2 separate regions of the Mus musculus genome follow, and region 2 is linked to region 1. The links are chromatin contacts, called in public Micro-C maps. All regions are on one chromosome and are shown on one strand. The core of a region is the stretch at or near the end of the contact, and the rest is flanking DNA. Distances in the headings are between cores, read along the strand shown.

Region 1 (4,678 bases), core at 2,066-4,565:
AGGCAAAACTATGGATGGTTAGCTCACTCCATACAGGAGCTGTCTAGACTGGCAGTCTGACCTACAACAGTTCTGGTCTCCTGATACAATTTAAAGCTGCCTGAGTTTCCAGCTGAAACCTTTAAAATTCTGGTAATTAATATCATCACATGGAGGCTAATTAAAAAAATAAGGCCCGATACTACAAATAACATGTTATTTCTTTCTTTCAATTCAGAAAATTGTAAGAATTTATGACTGGTCACATCAAAAGTATTTGGCAGGGCTGGCACGATGGCTCAGCAAGTAAGGTCTTGCCACCAAGACTGATTCCTAGGACCCACATGATGGAAGGAGAGAACTGAATCCAGGCGGTGTCCCCTGACCCATACATACATGTGCACTACAGAACATGTGCCCCCGATCGCCAACCCTCGCACACAAATAAAGACAAGGAATACAATTTTCTTTTCTCAAATGTGCTTAGCTCGTCTGACTTTAATTTGAGCAATCTTTGCAGTGTCCGAGGCAGCCCTGGCATGCTTGGCATAGACCCTTTATAGAGGTTCAGATAGTGACAAATTATTCATGTTCGTCGTGAATCCTGTTTAGTGCGTGAAGCCTGATTTTAAAAACTACCTCAAAAACCAGTGTTCAGGAAAATGTGACCGAGGAGAGAGTCACATGGCACTGGTTTTGACAGTGAGTGGTAACTGCCCGGGCTGGCAATTCTCATGCCCCTCACCCACCCTTAGAAACCTGAACAACAAAACAGGCCCGAGGGCCTTCTGAAATCACTAAGGCCGGAGCAAGCACCGCACATGCTTCATCTCCCAGGAAACACAGAAACCTTCCAAGAATGAAGAGGCTGGAGCAGAGGGGGCACCGGGAGCTATAATATACTGTCTTTCACAGACAACAGTGCTTCAGTGTCAAAGCCACAAGACCAAGGGCAGGCACCTATTCCAAAAGAAAACCTCCATCAGCAAGCACAAGGCACTGATCACAGCAAGTGGCCCCGAGGAGAGGCCAGAAGTGCAGGGGGGTGGGATGGGGGGGAAGCTGGAACGCCTGACCAAAGGCAGGGCATGCCTGCGGCCATTTCTCATCCTGGCATTTTAATGAGAGATAGAGGGGGTGATGTGAAGGTTTTATGGTCATTTCATTCATGGGTTTTAAATCCTGGGTAACTCTTTTACAGTCAATCTTAGCCAGAAAATGGGGGGTGTGAAGGGTAAACTCTTAAAATATGAATTTCTCTCAACTACAAAGATTATCTAAAAAAAAAAAAAACCAAAAAACACAAGCACTGTGTAGATCATTTGAAATTAGCTAAATGTAGGATGGGCACAAGTTTTCTTAGGAACTGTACCTAACTTCTCTTCATGCATTGCTTTAGAAAGGAGATGTAGACGACTCAGAGCTTGCTGGATGCCTCCTTTCAGATTATCAGAGTACCCTTGTAACTGCACGGTTGTCGCTTACACTGCTGAAAACACTTCTGTGTAGAGACTGGAGGCTAACCTGGAAAGGCAGAAGAGGGTTGTCTCGACACAGCCATCAAGAAGGGAAAAAGCCCCCATCACATTTACCAGTCAATGGGGAAGAGGGATGCTTTGGGCATTCTCCATGAATAATAACTTACCGAAAATATCTCCTTCCTAGAGGCAATAAGTGCATTAAGATGGGTAAAAACAAACCAAAAAAAAAAAAAAATATTCTAACTCCTCAAAGAGCCAGGTCTGGGGTCAGGTAGCCGTTCTGATTGTCTGGTTCATTCTGGACTCTTAAGCTAAAACCAGAGTACCTTCCTTGGCTTTTCTGGGGTTGGCTGAGAAGCCAGGAAGCAATTTTGTAAACTGTGCCAGGCCCTGGCAGACAGGCTGGCTCTGTAAGGTAGTGTTTCCAGTTAGACCCTGCACTCTCTGAACTTAGAGGCTGATTGTGATCCAAGTACCATCAGACATTCGAAACAAGCAGTCTTCAGGGGCTTTCTTGCTTTGCTGTCCACGGACTTGATATAACCTGAGATCTTTGGGGTGGGGGGTGGAGAAGGGAGAAGCAAGAAGAAATTAACACCCCCCCCCCAAAAAAAAGAACCAACTATCTCAAACATAAGCATCATAAATTAAACCAAAAGCACAAACTAGGTGCTATATGGGCCCTTTGCCCTAAAATAAACAAATATATCACTGAGACAGCAAACAGAGGGGAGTTAAAGTCTATGCCTAATGTGTTCTTGAAGTTTCTTTCAAAGTGCAAGCACCATGAGAGGCTTTCAGAACCCCTCGAACTACGGACTGCGGAACTGCGGACTGCGGACTTCCTGGCGGCAGGAAGCTACTGGAAGTCGTTTTGCTTAGAGAGATAAGATCACTCCGGCCTTCCCCAGTAGCTTTGGTGGCTAATGGCCCTTCTCTAGACTCTCAAAACCACAAACTTTATGTAGGTTCTTTGAGTAGAAGGTCTGAAATTGAGCAGGAAAAAAACCAAACCAAACCAAACCAAAACAAAAACTTGGTGGTTTTAGCCATCACCATCAGCAACTGAGACAAAGACAGGAAGGGAACAATAAGGATGCTCATGGCAATCGTATTATTTCTTTACAAATATCATTACCTTCTATTTTACCTTCACGTACACTGGGTGAGTTCACTTTACCCGATCAATGGAAAAACATGCCTTCCAGATCTCTTTGTCTCTCTTTTTCTATATCTCTGTCTGTCCATCTGTTTGTCTGTCTGTCTATCCATCTGTCTCTCTGCCTGTCTGTCTCTGTCTCTTTCTTTCCCTGTGTCTTTGTCTATCTCTCTCTCTTTCTGTCTGTCTGTCTTTCTCTCTCTGCCTGTCTATCTCTGTCTCTTTCCCTGTGTATCTTTGTCTGTCTGTCTCTTTCTGTGTCTCTCTGTCTCTTTCCCTGTGTCTTTGCCATCTGTCTCTGTCTGTCTGTCTTTCTCTCTCTCTCATTCTCCCCCAAATCAAATTATCAAATTCTCTCAAAGATAATAAATTTTTGCTTCCAAAAAGGTTTCTGGAAAGTGAGAGCCTTTTTTTATCTGCCTATGAGAAATGGAATTAACAGAAAACCAAACAGAAACTCCGGTAAGAAGTCTATGGTGAATGGTTAAATATTTACAACATAAGAAGCAGTCCATCTGAAAACAAACGGACAAGTGCCTGGCTCCGTTCCCCATCTCAGGAATCAAGAATGTTCCCTTGCTGAGAGCTGCCATTTTGTTGACATTCAAGTAAAAGATTTGGCTCCAGGGAGATGTGGGAGTGAGCCCAGTCTGGGGAACCATTATCATAACAGATGAGCTCATTCCACACAGCTACGCCCAAGGGAAGGAAGACCAAACTCACAAAGAGGCTCTAGGAAAGAAATGCTTTCCCAGCTCAGCTCTGGGTTCCATCTGCCCAATGGATGCCCTCACCAACAGAGCCCACCCCCAAACCATCACATTACCAAACACGATGACCAGGTCACCAAACAATTCCACAAGTCACTGGGGTATTAAACATGCTGCATGAGCCTTCGTAGTGATCAAACACCTTTTACTGGGTTTGCTGTTGTTTGGGTTTGGTTTTTTGGTTGTTTTAGGTGCTGGGGGTTGATTTCCATGTTAGGTATATTCAGTCTCTGAACCATATCCTCTACTTCCTCTTGTACTTTAAAGCCCACTGCATCTATCCTGTCTTCTCCATCCTGCCCTCATCCAGTTTCCTGTCTCTCTCCCAAAATGATCACATCATTGGTTTCTTGAGATAGTCTCTAGCCTTATCATGCATTCTTCAACAGTGTGAATTCTGATGTTCCTACCAAAGTCCCATTTTTATACCAAACTCCTGTTTTTATACTTCTTTATGATCATGGGGTTATTTGGTAACTTTGAAGATTTTAGGAATAAACAAATGTTTGTTTACAACTTTCATCGTGATGTGAGGAGGTTTGGTCAATGGCTTTACCGAACCTCTCTGTGGGAAGTGTGTAACCTTGAGACTAGATGGGTTGACAGAAAGAAACCTCACAGCCCGGGTCCAAGGACCAGGCACAGGCATGTAGCACCATGCTCAGGGTTAGAAAACTCAACAAAATAAATGATTTTTCAAATATGATACAGAGAGCAGGCCACGGAAGTACACGCCTGGAATCCAGGCCAGGAGGCTGAGGTAAGAGGATTGCAAATTTAAGGCTAGAGAAGTCTGGGTAAGTTAGTGAGACCCTGTTTGAAGTGATAACACTCGGGGAGGTGAGGGGTGAGGGAGGGTGCATAGCTCAGGAAAGCCTGCTTGCCACTCACACGGCTTTAGGTCTGATCCCTTTTATGGCAAAAACAAATGATACAAAACTATGTAGGTCAGAAAGTTAAATTAAGACCTGTTCCCGGTGTCTGTAGAAACAAAGGACAATTCTTTAAAAATGACTCTTGTTTAAGAAAGGGTGTCACTAAACAAAGGCTAAAAAGATGATTACTAAATGCGATACTTGGCCTGGGACTCAATTCTGTCTGTACTAGGAGGAGGTGGAAGAGGAGGAGGAGGAAGAGGAGGAGGAAGAGGAGGAGGAGGAAGAGGAGGGGAACTTATTATAAGCAATATTATTAGATAACCTGATAAAAATTAATTCAGACAACAGAGGAGACATTAACTATCATTTTAATGTTCATGTTACTAGTGGCAGGGCTGGAGAAATGGCTCA
Region 2 (4,197 bases), core at 187-2,686, 120 kb before region 1:
ATCCCCACTCTGACAGTTCTTTCCCTAATCACTCTGAGGCTTGAATTAAACATGCTGTGTCTGATTCACCATGAAGAGAAGTCTGAGGCACAGCCTGAGCTCCTAGCACTGTCGCCATCAAAGCTTCGCACACTCCTCACTGCGGCTCAGATCAAACACTGCAGCTCTGAAGCCTATGGACCTCCCTTCCTTCCCCTCCCCTCCCCTCCCCTCCCCTCCCCTCCCCTCCCCTCCCCCTGTCATCATGGCACGTGGAGACGCTGAGTTTGGTACTGACTGGGTCAGCTGTCCTCTTTCTACTGAGATTTTTGTTTTTAGAGAGGTCAAGCACTAATGCAGCATGGTAGGGATTCAGGACACTGCACATGAAGCGCAAAGCCAAGTGTCTGTCACAACAGCACTGTCCCTCCAGTGGAGGACAGCACAGTCGTGCCCACGTACCTGCCCACGGCTGGGCCCATCGTGCAGATTCCCTGAAGCTCACTTCTGCCCTCTTATCCCAGTGGTTCTGTGGTCCTCCTCTCCTTTAAGCGTCTAATGTGTTTTTATCTCTGCGAGGAAGGAGAGGCCCTAGGCCCTGTGCATCTGCCCAGAGTATCCACACTGAATCCTGCCTAGCAGGTGCTCTCTCAACCCACAGCGATGGTCATCCCGGAGAAGTGTCTCTATGGACAGAGGGCTCAGACGGTAACCTGCTAGGCCACATACCCTTTCCTCTTTGCTGGCGTCTTCACCAAGGCCTCTGAGGACGTTCTCCACGCGGGCCAGGCGTCCAGACAGGGACAGCAGCAGGTTGACCACCTTGTCCAGGTCCCCTATGAACATCTTGTACTTGTCAAACTCGTTGGGTTTGCAGAGCTCACTGATCAGAGCCTCCACCTCCTCTCCCAGGGCATTGTTCAGCTTGATGTCCGTGAGCAGGCTCCCCTTGGCTTCCTGGAGGCTCTCCAGCTTGTGGGTAAGGCTTCCGATAAGCTCAGCCTAGAATGGTGAGAGACACAGAGCCAAGCTGAGCCAGGGCTGCTGCTGGAATGTGGATGGGCACTCCCGGCCCCGCCCTTGCCGTCAAGGTTCAGCTAAAAGCTCTTCAGCTCTGTGGGGACTGATGACTCAAATCAGAACTTTTTTTTTCTTTTTCCTTTGCCTTTCCCTGAATGTCTACAACTGCCATTCTTTGAGCCTATTCAGAGTTCCCCAGCCCACACCTGATTATACACGCACTAGTCATATTCCTCACTGTGTAATGCTGCATACAGTTCTGCCTTTCCAACTGGTTTGTTAACTTCTCATTCAATGTCCTTTCTTTCTTACTAGGCACAATACCACGAGCAAGAAAGGAGGGGCGGGGTGAACATCCTCGGCTACAAACGAGCAGCCACGGAACCGGAGTGAAGGGCCTCCAGCACCCACGGTCTGAGAGCTGAGCTGGATAGCTGGCCTTGGGCAGTTACTATGAGCTACAGGTTCTGCCTCATCTAGTCCTCCGCATACAGCGGGGAGGGTGAGACTTGGGGATGCGCCCACCTCAGGCCCATGCATCACCAGATGGGCTCTCACATGACCATTACACACACTGATGGTGACACTGTATCAGAAAGCCACTCAGCTTTGCCTTTTAACTAAATCTGGACCTGCTTGCCACAACTATGTAACGTAAGCCTCTAACTACTAATTTCTGAAGAGAAGCTCTGGCTTAAACAGTGACATCCTGTTGTCAGTTCAACTTTCCAGATCTCCGTGGCTACAGGCAGCTTAACTGACACAAACCTCACTTCTAAGGGAAAAGCTGTAAGGTGTCTAAGCATTTCCTCAACAGAAGACTCGGCCCACGGTAACATGAGTGGGAGGGAAAAAGTAATTAGGGTTAATTATGCTATTACCCTCCCCCCCAAAAGCATCCTCCGCTGGCAGCCATCACTGTGGGACAGCGCAGCAGACTTCAGTAACAAGCTGCCCACTAGCACAGAGCTTGGATAAGTTTGTGCCTATGAAGAGACAAGCTGAAGGCAACACGGGTGGGAAACAGCAGACACTGCCAGGTCAGGTCAGGTCGCCCAGTCAGCCCTGGTCTTTTTTAACCTTGCAGGTACAGCTGCCAGGCTGGGCACTCAAAGTATTAGCAGAGAGTACTCTTCTCAGCCAGGCATGTTGGTGAGCTCCTGCAGTCCTGGCACTTAAGGATGGCTGTGAGTTCAAGGCCAAGGCCTGGAACACAGTGAGTTCCAGGGGAGCTGTGGCTATACAGCAAGACCTTGCTCAGGTCTGACCCAGGGTGGGCAACCTGGCCCAGTAGGTGGGGGTGCTTGTATAAGCCTTACTAATACCCAGGTCCCCCGTTCTTCTGCTAGTCTGCTGGAGTCAGCTTGCTGGCTCTCAGGCCCTAAGCAGTGCGCATGCTGGGAGGTAGGCAGCTTGGTGCATGGGACTCATATGGCACTCTGAGGCCAGAGTCCACGTCCAGTCAGCTGGGTCTTTCTATCCAGACCCAGCTCTGGTGTTTGACGGCGTGGACACTGGGCAGAGCCACACAAACACAGCACAGAAGCCTGGGCACATTCTGTACATTACAGTAAGGCAGTGCAGAGACTGGGCAGGCACCCAGTCGGCCCTGCCTCACCGTTAGGTATGTGGATGCAATGCCTGCCAGCTTTTGATCACCAGGTCTTTAACTATGGAGACCTGGGCTGAGACTATAGTGAAGAGGTTCTGAGCAACCGCAGGCATCAGGGGGAAGCCAGCAGTGCTGCCAACATTTCTGTGCCAGGATGATCCTTTTTAAAAAATAACAAAATCCAACTTTAACAGAACTCATTTAGGGCAGGAGAAGGGAATAATATTTAAATTTTCTTTATCATTTATACATGTAACGGCTTGTATGTATGTACACCACGTGTGTGTATATAGATGCCTTTGAAACCAGAAGAGAGAGTCTGATTCCCCAAGAGCTGGAGTTACAGGAGCTGTGAGCCACTCAGTATGGTTGCAGGGAATCCTCTGCAGGAGCAGCAAGTGCTCTTAACGGCAGCCATCTCCTCGGCCCATGAAAGAGAGAATTTTAATACTATACTAGTCTCTCCCGGGAGCTACGGAACTTGTAGGCCACTGACATTCACCCACTTAGCTTCACATCTGACAAACTGCTAACCCAGGCTGTGTGAGATGCTATTTATGTGCGTTCTTTTTCTAAACATAGTTCAACACACCATCTGCACAGGAAACATCCTGCCGGGTCTTCTCCCTCAGCAGCAGAGGAGCACAGACTCCGAGTCGGAGACCAGCTCTGACTTGATCACTGCCAGGAGGCCACTTCACCTGTGCCATCAGCAAGAGGACAGCTCCACCTGCCTCGATGAGATCATGTCTTATTGATCCCATGCTCTGTGGCAGGCAGAAGCAGCGTCTCACTACTCAATCACGGCTCCGACAGCCCGACAACACAGGTATCGTCCCAGCCTCACTGAGAAGCACAGTGAGGGTATGGGACATGCCCCAGACCATACAGTAAGTGACAGAGCCAGGCTTAAACCCAGGTTGTCTGGCTCCAGGGTGCTGGTTTCAATTAGTACTTTAAAATAGCTCTCAGGAATGTTATGAGGCTCAAATGCACGCACACTGGAAGACAACCATACGGACAGGCCTTGTTTTCTGTGCTATCACAAGGTCAGGCCAGCGTCTGAGAGTCCAGCACTTGTTGCAGTAGGTGCCTGGGTGGCAACCCTAGCTTCCCCGAGTGGCAGCTCTGAGGCTTGTGCCGCAGCATCCCCAAAACACTGGTACAAAAACACTTAGCTTTTGTTGGCTGTTTTTATCCTAAGAAAAATGTAGCCCTTCTGGCTGGGGCAGAGTGGAGTTCAGGCTTCTGCCTAGACCTGGCAAACCATGTCTACCTGACAGGCTTGTTTCTTCTGTTGTAAATGCAAGATCCAGGACCCTGCATGTTAACTGCTGTCTTTGGCTGAGCTCTAGAAAGTCAAGGCAGTTTCAGATGGTAACGAGGCCAGACCTCCATCCCACATTGTGTAACCTGATAGAAGCAGAGGTGACTGGGCCTGATGGTGATGTCCAACACCTCCAGCACGAGCTATCTCGGCTAAGAATCCTGCCCCACTTCTCCACCAGGAGACTTGTAACTAGAATGTCAGTGTAATTATCTGAGATGGTCCCTTGGTGCCAGTTAAGGTCCGGTAAAATGCAAGG

What was found. Hi-C and Micro-C count contacts between places; a contact is called where the count stands out from the background.
Region 2: a contact with region 1 is called in a Micro-C map of embryonic stem cells, with 1.9 times the contacts expected there. The contact joins two enhancer-like sites. A contact is called at or near these places in 1 of 15 datasets of contacts at CTCF or cohesin (embryonic stem cells), 20 of 484 Hi-C or Micro-C datasets (the G1E-ER4 cell line, embryonic fibroblasts, embryonic stem cells and 6 more), 4 of 115 datasets of contacts at active chromatin or transcription factors (embryonic stem cells and heart atrium) and 3 of 9 other capture datasets (adipose tissue, embryonic stem cells and pancreatic islet).

The regions. Positions count from the first base shown.
Region 1 is chr5:92,840,253-92,844,930 of GRCm38.p6, reverse strand. All of the region lies in intron 2 of Shroom3 (shroom family member 3), which reads right to left. Among named protein-coding and RNA genes, the nearest start is that of Mir1961, 54 kb to the right of the region's middle. Within about 2 kb of position 3,315, at least 44 of the 459 cell types and tissues checked have an H3K27ac peak or open chromatin away from gene starts, as enhancers often do. A contact at or near this core is called in embryonic stem cells, heart atrium and uterus, where this site is marked.
Region 2 is chr5:92,958,875-92,963,071 of GRCm38.p6, reverse strand. Shroom3 (shroom family member 3) reads right to left here. Exons shown (of 11, transcript NM_015756.2): 10 at 709-981. Among named protein-coding and RNA genes, the nearest start is that of Gm36764, 48 kb to the left of the region's middle. Within about 2 kb of position 1,436, at least 93 of the 459 cell types and tissues checked have an H3K27ac peak or open chromatin away from gene starts, as enhancers often do. A contact at or near this core is called in embryonic stem cells, heart atrium and uterus, where this site is marked.